Linked DNA regions of Pan troglodytes: region 2 is linked to region 1. Evidence: chromatin contacts called from public capture Hi-C data. All regions are on one chromosome and are shown on one strand. Each heading gives the region's core, a stretch centred on a gene start, on an enhancer-like site or on the middle of the called end of the contact. The rest is flanking DNA. Distances are from core to core; before and after follow the strand shown. Region 1 has its middle 540 kb from the start of ATP11B. Region 2 overlaps LOC107970855 (a long non-coding RNA gene).

What was found. Capture Hi-C pulls out chosen DNA fragments and counts their contacts.
Region 2: a contact with region 1 is called in a capture Hi-C map of stem cell-derived neural stem cells, with 5 times the contacts expected there. The contact joins two enhancer-like sites. A contact is called at or near these places in 2 of 7 Hi-C or Micro-C datasets (induced pluripotent stem cells and stem cell-derived neural progenitor cells) and 1 of 1 other capture datasets (stem cell-derived neural stem cells).

The regions. Positions count from the first base shown.
Region 1 is chr2:185,432,480-185,437,151 of NHGRI_mPanTro3-v2.0_pri, reverse strand. No RefSeq gene overlaps it. Among named protein-coding and RNA genes, the nearest start is that of ATP11B, 540 kb to the left of the region's middle. Within about 2 kb of position 2,506, at least 3 of the 24 cell types and tissues checked have an H3K27ac peak or open chromatin away from gene starts, as enhancers often do. A contact at or near this core is called in stem cell-derived neural stem cells, where this site is marked.
Region 2 is chr2:185,673,206-185,677,877 of NHGRI_mPanTro3-v2.0_pri, reverse strand. LOC107970855 (a long non-coding RNA gene) reads left to right here. Exons shown (of 4, transcript XR_010155467.1): 3 at 4,510-4,559. Among named protein-coding and RNA genes, the nearest start is that of ATP11B, 290 kb to the left of the region's middle. Within about 2 kb of position 2,552, at least 10 of the 24 cell types and tissues checked have an H3K27ac peak or open chromatin away from gene starts, as enhancers often do. A contact at or near this core is called in stem cell-derived neural stem cells, where this site is marked.

The sequences.
Region 1 (4,672 bases), core at 1,257-3,756:
GTGTAGTTGGTGACATATATAAAGGCTTAAATGATAAATGAATTAAACTACTACCTATATGGTATATTATGGATTCCTTCATTTGTTCTTTTCATAATATGCTACTTATGCTTGCCACCATTGAATTCTTATTTTCCTCTGATTTATTCTATGGTGAGTTGTTGGAGATCATCACTCAATCTATAGTATTAGCTCTCTGAGTCAAGAGGTAGTATGTGTAAACCCACATAGTTCATCACAGTGGTTCCGGGTCAACAGACACTCAATATTTATCAAACTGAGTGGGCATATGGGCCCTATTGGTTTGAAGTATGGGAGTCACTGGACACTGAACATTCTTACTTTAACCATTAGTTTATGCTATGTCTGAGTAATGGGTCATTAACATTAGGTTGGTCTTCAGGGTTTCCACCTGAATAATTTTATAGGATTGAGGGTAGGAAACAACCAATTTAGAACAGGATCACTCAATGAGTTAAGAAAAGTTCATATGCTTCTTTTGAGTTGATATTGGAGTCCCATTTAGTTAAATGGTAGGTAAACAGTAAGTAGAACATAGGGAGAAACTTGATGGTGTCTGCCAAACTTGCCCCTTCTGTTTGCAAGTCAGACTTGCTGCATCCTCACTCAGGTATGAAACAGTAAAGAGGAACCAATCAAGGTATTTATTTATTTAGCACCAGAGTCAGCAAAATCCTGTCTTCCCTCAAGTAGTTAAAAGGAATAGCACACTGGAGAGAGAATTGCAAACATTGGTTCCCATAAAAGAAATGTGAACTGGTTCTGATAATGCCAACGGTTACCTGACATACATTCTTCCTATAGTGTTTTAACAAGCGGGACTATTTTTAGGGAAATTCTTTGCCTTGAACTAAATTTATGGCCTTAAAGTCTTCTCGTCTATTTTTCGTGTGTGCGTGCTCCAACGGTCCAATTTATAACTGACACCTTTACTACCTACCAGCATATCAGTTTCATCTCCCAGAGGAAGAGAAAACCAGACCCTGTGACTAGTGAACTGGATTGAAAATCTAGTCTAATGCTGACAGATAAATGCACTAATTTTCCTCTGTGACCGGTTCTGCATTGCAGGGTGAGCCTGCTTCTAACAACTCCCTCAAAAGGCTCTGTAACCCGTCCAAAAGATGATGTCAAGTGCTACAAGGACCCAGGTCAGCCCTGCATCATAGGTAACAGTTACCCCAGTGATAAAGTTACCAGGCAGGTTTTGAATGAGATTGTGTTTTTAAATGAAAGACTGGCTGGAAATGTAGACTTGGACCAAGCATTAATAGGGGAAAATTTGAGACAAACAGAGGTTAGCATTTGGTTTCTTTGTGGTGTTCAGCAAAGGTCAGGGAAGGTTCTAATACAGAAGGAACCCAAAGTTTCAATGAGAAGTCGTGGTGCTCCAGCAATACACGAGCATGTAGCTTAGACAAAGTGAACTCTAGCTTTAGCCAAGAGCAATTTTATGACATGGGAGCCCCAGTCATTCAACTGAAACTGGTCACTTATCTTGGATAAATCCGTGAGCAGTTGAAGACCTGCTGAATATCTTATTTAATTTTATTCTGAGGAAGAAGTGGCACCCCTCAACCCCCATGCCAACTGTTTAGATCAAATGGGGAGGGAGGACATAAACAGCAGGCATGGGACCTGTCAGATAGCTTTAGAGATTAACTTTATGGTTTTTCTCCTATACACCAGAGTCATGGCTGTAGAGGCAGCTCATGAATTGACCAGACCCCAAATGGCAACCATGTTCCCATTATCCATCTGTTGTGTTCCTCACAAAGGTTTAAGTACAAGATTGATTATGCATGTCTGACAATGTGAAGTACCTCTGAGTAAAGAAACTAGAAACAGTTTCTCACTCTGGACAAAAGAAAGATGTATATCCAGAAGATAAATAGTGAAAATCCGGCAATAAATACATAGGAGATACCTATGTTGTCATAAAAAAAAAAGGGAACAGTTTTTGAATGATCTGAAAATTTTAATACCTTGATTTAAAGTGCCTATACAAGTTGATTTTAAAAATAAGTACGTGAAACTCTCTTCAAAGCAAACACAGCTAGTGAGAAACCACATCTCACTGAAAACAAGCTTTATGTGGAGAAAAGTAAGGAATTGTTACAGCACAAATCTAAAATTAAACTTGCTGCAACTAAAAGGAAAAATCAGATTGTTTGCTCAGATGAAGAGTTTATTATGTTGGCATAAACAAAATGAAAATATTTTCAGTTTTGAAAAGACAACAGAGAGGGAATGGTTTTGCATGGATGGTCACGAAGAGGGGGGATTAAAAGCACAGAGGTGCGGAGCATACGTGCTGCTGAGCTTCTCTCTGTGCAAGGTGGAGATTAGACTCACGGAAACTCTTGCTGCTGTAAACCCGAGGGGACGTGGTTCCTGACTCCTCCACCAGCTGCTGCCCAGCCGGCTCCAGCACAGGCTGCCCAGGCCATGCTTCCTGGCCGAGGGCCCTCCACGTGGGCGTCAGCCTAGTCCGGGAGAGCTGGCGGCTCCACGATGGTAATGTCTAACCCTGCATCCTTCCTCGGGCGCCACCTGTTTCTTTCTCTGTGACTCTTTTTTGATTGGGAAGAAAGATGTTTTGTCAATGATTCCTGACTCCAGAGAATTTTAGAAGGGTCTTCTTTCTTTCCCTCTTCATCCTGAAAGGGGACTTTGCTTGAAATTTCCTCAGTAGAAAGAAGTCAGAAAAATAATACCTTCACAGTGTGGAACTTTATCTACTTCAAAGCCCTTTCCCATACTTTATCTCCTTCAATACTACCCTATGAGGTGGTAGGGCAGGTGTTCTTAAGCCCCATTTTGCAGATGATGACCCTGAGGCTCAGAGAGGTTAAATGTTTTGCCCAAGCTCACACAGCTGGTAAGTGAAGTCCAGGGTAAGAACTCTGACTCCTGGCCTTGAACTTTTTCAGATTTTATCACAATGAGCATGTGCTGCTTTCTACAAAGAGATTTGGAATAATATAGATGACAAGATGTATTTTTCACTTCTTATTTACTCGTGTGTATTGCTACTACTGCCTTATTTTCACATTCCAAAGTAACTTATTTATTATTCATCTTCTTGAGAAGTGGGTAATTATGTTTTTATATGTTTTCTTTTAGATAACTATAGCCCTGTTGTGGGTTATATGCTACTTATGTGTCCTTGGGATCTTTCGATAGATAGATGATAGATAGATAGATAGATAGATAGATAGATAGATAGATAGATAGATAAACAGATAGATGACAAAGATATGCAGACATGTACTTTTTGATATTGACAGTAATGTATTCATTTGTATTTGTTTCCCAAAGAAATAGTTTTACTTGATGGTATTTTGTGTTTTTCTCTAATTCTCATTCAAAACTTATGCAAATTGTTAATGCCCAAAGATTTTTGAAGGAAAGAATTTAGGAGAAAACCTTAATCACGTTACACCCAATATCTTCCAATGATTTTAAAGTTTCACTAGAGGGCACTCCCACTTCATGGCCAGAAAGCAGTCAGGACAAAGGACCATAGTGGTTTGGATATTTAACTTGCTGTACATACTATTTTGTTTTCTCTTTCTCACTCTCTCTCCTCTCGCCTATTGTATAAAAACTAACTGAAATTATACAGGTCTTCCTTTAAACATATAAATAGAAATGAACTACATTGAAAAACTAGCAAACATCTACAACTGTGAATTATGGTTCACCTTGTGACATAGAGCATATTATTCAAAATCTTCTGCATTGAAGTTTTGGTTGTCAACATAAATAAAAGTATGAAATATAGTGTGAGACATTAGCTTAGTACATTAAGAAATATGTCCTTTATTGAGCAACCTGGGGAAGAAAGCCAATAACTACCCAGCACTTATTTCCAGCTTGCAGGATCATCATGGTCATCTTTTCTGGTAAATCTTTGGGTAAATCCAAATCACAAAGATGTGTAGGGTCAGAAAATGAGAATTAAAGGAAAATCCAAATGGATAATCAAATAATATTGCTTTAGAATAAATTAAACGTTAGGCCCCACTTTTTAATGTATATATTTTTATGTATTAAAGAATCTGAAGATTATTTTAAATACATATTTTAGCAAAACAGTAGAGCATTTCTTGTGAGAGGAAAATAAGGTATTTCAAAGTTAGAAGGGAAGTAGCCATTTGCCAAGTATAGAACCCCACAGAGCCCTTAGGCTTGAAGTTTCAAACTGATTTCAACCCTTTGGGGGTTTGAATTTCTCTACTGTTGGCAAAACACAACTTCTTGCTTCAAAGAGAAATGGCATTAAGAAGGCCTGTTACAGAGAGACTCAAAAGACTTGTTGGACACCAAATCACTCTTACAAAACACCATTTTGATGAGTTTAGTAAAGATTAATCACAAGCATATGGATTAAGTTTTTCTTTAAAATTATATTGGCTTATAAAACAAGGGAAAGGGGGCATGGTAAAAAAAAAAAATGTTTCAAGCTTTGCAAAACTCCAAAACATTTGAAAAACGGATTAAGATGCTGATGGACCCAGGGAAGCAACTGGATTTTCCCTGTGCTAACTTGAACCATCTTTATTTGATTTAAATTCATATCAAAGGCAAAATAAACAATATGACTGTCTGCCATTATTATCCACAAAGGGAAACACACATTTGCTTC
Region 2 (4,672 bases), core at 1,303-3,802, 240 kb before region 1:
TCAGTAAGTAGCTATTGATTTAATTTCCACCAGAAGCATACTGCATTGGAAGTCAGAATAGAAGTAAAATGCAAAGCAAATTATCAACTTGATATTTACTAGGTGGGTATGGAAGCAAGTGATATGTATGGTTTTGGCAATTCAAGAAAGATATATCTGCCCACAGAACTCTACACAAGTAATCATTTGCTAATCTCAAGAGAAATATTCTTTAAAAAACAAATCCTTTTGTGTATGCTTATGAAGATTAAAAAATCTTTCAAAACTTCATTGAAATGACAAGCAAACTATCTTTCATTTCTGTAAATGAGCTACAAATGTATGATTTTACAATTAGAAAAATATTTAAATGAGAAATCTGCAACCACAAAGAAGTTTAGACTGAAACAGTGCTACTTTTTTTTTTCTGGCATAGATGATCCCCTAGTCTTTTTCGCCATAGTCTGGAGTCCTTGTAAAGAAACCACACACAAGTTATTCTCTGGGCAGAAGCATTTTAGCTTCCAACTTTAATCTTTTTGTTCAACAGGCAGATAGTTTAAAAAGTTTTCTCTCCCATCTTACTTTGTTTCTTAAAATCCTTCACATCTTAAAAGGATAAAATTATAGTGCTGTTCATTTTGTACCTTCCATCCTACCTGCTAAATTGGTTTTGTTTTTTAATAACCTAGGCCTAATTATTAAAAACTCAGTTGCTCTCCTTCCTTTCCCTCTCTCTCTCTCTCTGTCTGTCCCTCTCTTCTTCCTTTCTTCCTTCCTCCTTCTCCAAGTCCCTCTTGTCCTCCCCACTCCCCCCTTGTCCCCTTTAGAAGCCCCTGGGATGACACTGTTCATTGATGCATCTCCCTCATTAGCATTGCTGCAGCTTGGCTCAGTGGTTTCAGAGGCAATCCGTCATGAGAAAACTGAAGAATGTGCCCCATTTGCATGATTCTGTGCCAGAATGCAACTTTTTCTCAGCTGTTCTTTGTGTAATTTCCCCTTGAGCGTTCAACTTTCCCATGAAGTCCTAGAAATCATATTACAGATTTCCAACCCAATTGAAATGCTTTACAGATTAGTTTTACATACTTGCTTCCTTCCCCCCAAAACTTCATAGTTCTTCATAAACAGAGCAAATTAGTACATAAAAAACAGGTTTAGCCTTTTATTGTTTGAAGTGTAGGGCACATTAAATGAATAATTTTGCTTTGAAAAGGCAGGGGTTCATATTATATGTGCAAATATATATTTATTACACTTGTCCAAATGAGGTCACAACACTACTAAATACTTAGGCAATTTCTGCTTTCTAGTCACTTAGTGCCACTTGCAAACCACATTTTGTAACCCACCATGGAACTCAGAGCAAAACATAGCAAAAAGGTGGATGAAATGCTCACTGTTTCTTTAATAAGGAGAGCTTCCCACGTAAGTCAAGATCTGTTTTGCAGTTCTTGGGTGAACCCATTTTAATAAAAGAATGAATTCATAGCTAACTAGCTGCTAATTAAATAAGCATTCTGACGCATTTTTTTTCTAGATAGAAAATGACAACTAAAACAACTGTGAGATATGCAATCTGTTACCAAGATTTCCGTTTTCTAGAAATTAAGATAAATGTAATATGGCATATACACAAAACACTACATTCCAGAAGAGAAAACATTCCATTAAAGAATGTTTATCACATTACATTTGAATTAACAAGAAGAACCCAACTTATTTACACACACACACACAAACACACACACACTCCATAGCCCTTTTTAACGATGTTATTCTTCTCAGTATTATTATATACAAATCGATAGAGTCTTTTTATTCCCTTTTGACTTTTGGGTGCAGTCAGTAGTAAGAACAAACCATTTCTTCTTATTCTCATTCTAAACTCTGTAGAATAAATTATTTAAAAAATTACTTTTTGACCATTGGTTGGAAAGTAACCATAAAATAGCGAAGATATTCTAAAAGTGTTTTAATTATAACTACTTAAAATTTTAAATGACTTCATAATCTTTGGGAAGGAGAAGATGAATTTAGAATGAGAAGGGCTGAAAAGACCAAACTTAAAACCTACTGAGTATCAAACAGAATTAAAATAACTTAAAGATAATTCCCTGTACTAACAGAAAAAAAAAAAGCTCTTAAAATACAAAAATTTGGTCGTCGAAGAGCCGCTCACACGGTGATTAGAATTAGGTTGCAGAAGATTTCATTAATTATAGGTGACTGATTTTCCCTGGGCAGACAGCTCAGGTCTCCCGGCCCCCTCCGTCCACCCCCTCCCCAGCTCATCTCAAACTGTTGTCTAACCTTTCCCTTAATCCATCTCATCTTGAGCTGATGGGAACTGCTTTCATTCTACCTCTTGTGGAGGTAATGAAACAATCTTCTTATTCACTTGGTTCCTCTGAGCCGGTGACATGCAACAACAACAAAAAAAAGCGAGCGCCCTGATTAATGGCTGCTAATTAGCAATGTTAATGACCAGGTGTCCGAGAGTACGGCCAGCTCCTCTCAGCATGGAGTGATCGCTCAATGAGGGCCCTGCAAATCCATTCCCAGTGACCCTTCCCCTCAGCTGCCAGTAATGAAGCCCGCTTGCTCGTTACTCCCGGGAGAGGCGCAGGAGGAGACCTGGGCCTGGGACCCAAACCCTTGCCTGGGGTCTAGTCGGTCTTCCATTAATTAAGGTTAGCATTTCTGGCCCCCCAAAAGCTCAAAGGTAGAGGAGTGAAGAACAGGGAGATGTACTCAAACCCTCTTTTGTCCAGAGGAGATTCTTTTTCTAAATAGAGCCAGTAATTAATTTTAACGGTTTACATGTACATCTGTAATTTTGACTACGTGCTAGCTATACATATCATCTTCTCAATCAGATTCTTTTATTATCCCGAGATGATTCACATGGGTGAAGCAAATCTCATATTAACTTTCAAATACAACTTTTTATCTGTGAGGTTTACGTGCTTATTTTTTACCATTCAGCACAGATTACCTAATGACAGCAGAAACTCGGTGCGCCTAGAGGCGTGCTTAAAAAAATAATAGTAATCTTTGAAAATAATTTTTCTAGTTAGAAGGTAGGTTAAGTATGTAAGTGCTCTTATCTCTCATATTGGAGTAAGGGAATTATAATAACTTTTAAAACAAAACAACAAAACAAAAACAAGCTTTTCACAGAGCTTTATAGAGAATCAGCTCTATAAAGACCTGAAGAATTATTTTACTAATTAGAGTTGGTTCCTTTTTGGAATGCTGACCAGAAAATTGAAAAGTGACAGGACTGAAGTCTTTGTAGATAACTAACCATTAATTGTATTTGCCAATTTGTGACAGGCTGATTCTGTCTGAGTTTACACAATCATTTACTTTCCCCTCACTGGAGAATGGCCTTGTACTTCCTCCAAGCAAAGGGAGTGGGGATTCAGTTTGGAAGAAACAAACTGAAATGGAAGAAAGTATGCTATACCATTGTTTTTGTTTTAGCACATTCTTTCTTTTTAATGTATATGTCTCAGGTTGGGATAATACCTTGGCGGATTTAGAAATACTATATATATACACTATATATATATATATATGCACACACATATATATCTTACTTGCTGAAAGGTCGTATGTTTGATATCATTGTGATAAGTTTCTGTTAATGACTTTTTGATACATGTGTAATTTATTTTGGTAGAATGTGTTATTGTAAAAATTACCAACTATTCGTAGGTGATGAAATACCACCCATAACTGCACTTAATAGCAGAGTTTGAAAAATTGTGGTTACTACTTTGCTCTGGGCTAATAGGTCCGAGTAAAATTTGACAAGAAAAGCTTCAGAGCTTTACTTCCAAGTGTGGACAGGTCAAGCAATATCATCTCCTAGACCACAGAGGAGGAAGAGGCTGCCTAGATAGGCGTCTGGCTCCTCTTTCATTGGAGCCCACCTTCTGTTGCAGTAATATTTGATGTAGATTTCTGGGGAGAGGGATACAATTTTTCTCCCCATCATTAAATGATTTAGTACATTTTCTTTGTAGGAAATTTAGAAAACATTGAAAAGCATATGCATACATGTTCACATGTATTCACACATGCACACACAGCACCCACAATCCTAAACAGAACTATATCCATCGCCAACATGTTGTCATATATTCTAGCTACCTTTTTTTGTGCATACATATGTTTTTGCTTTTAACCGAAATTGTATCATACTGCAGATAATACTTTATAAATTGCTTTATAAAGTTAACAATCCGACCATAACTTCTCATGAAATATTCTTCTACAATAGCATATTATGGCAGCCTCTACTAAGAGCCATGAGTCTCCATTGACCATGAATCGTTAATGACGATTTCTAGAGTGACTACAGAGCCACATTACTGTGATGGCCCCAGTGCTAAAGGGAAGGACACAGGCTCCATCCTGGCCAGTTCCTCCCTACCCAGTGAACTTTGAGAGTTTGTAGAGGATTGAGTCATATCCCTCCATTAGCTTAGATCCTGCTTCTTTCTCTTCTTTCTACAGTCTCCAGACCAGTGCCAAGGAGCCAAAGAGAAGAAATGAGAATAACCAAGGTATGCTGTGTCTAATTAATTAACTATTAGCAAACAAAGGACCAAACAATGTGACTGTAAGCTTCATGACAGCAGGGAGTTTGTATATCTTTTCACCTGTGTATCGGCAGTAC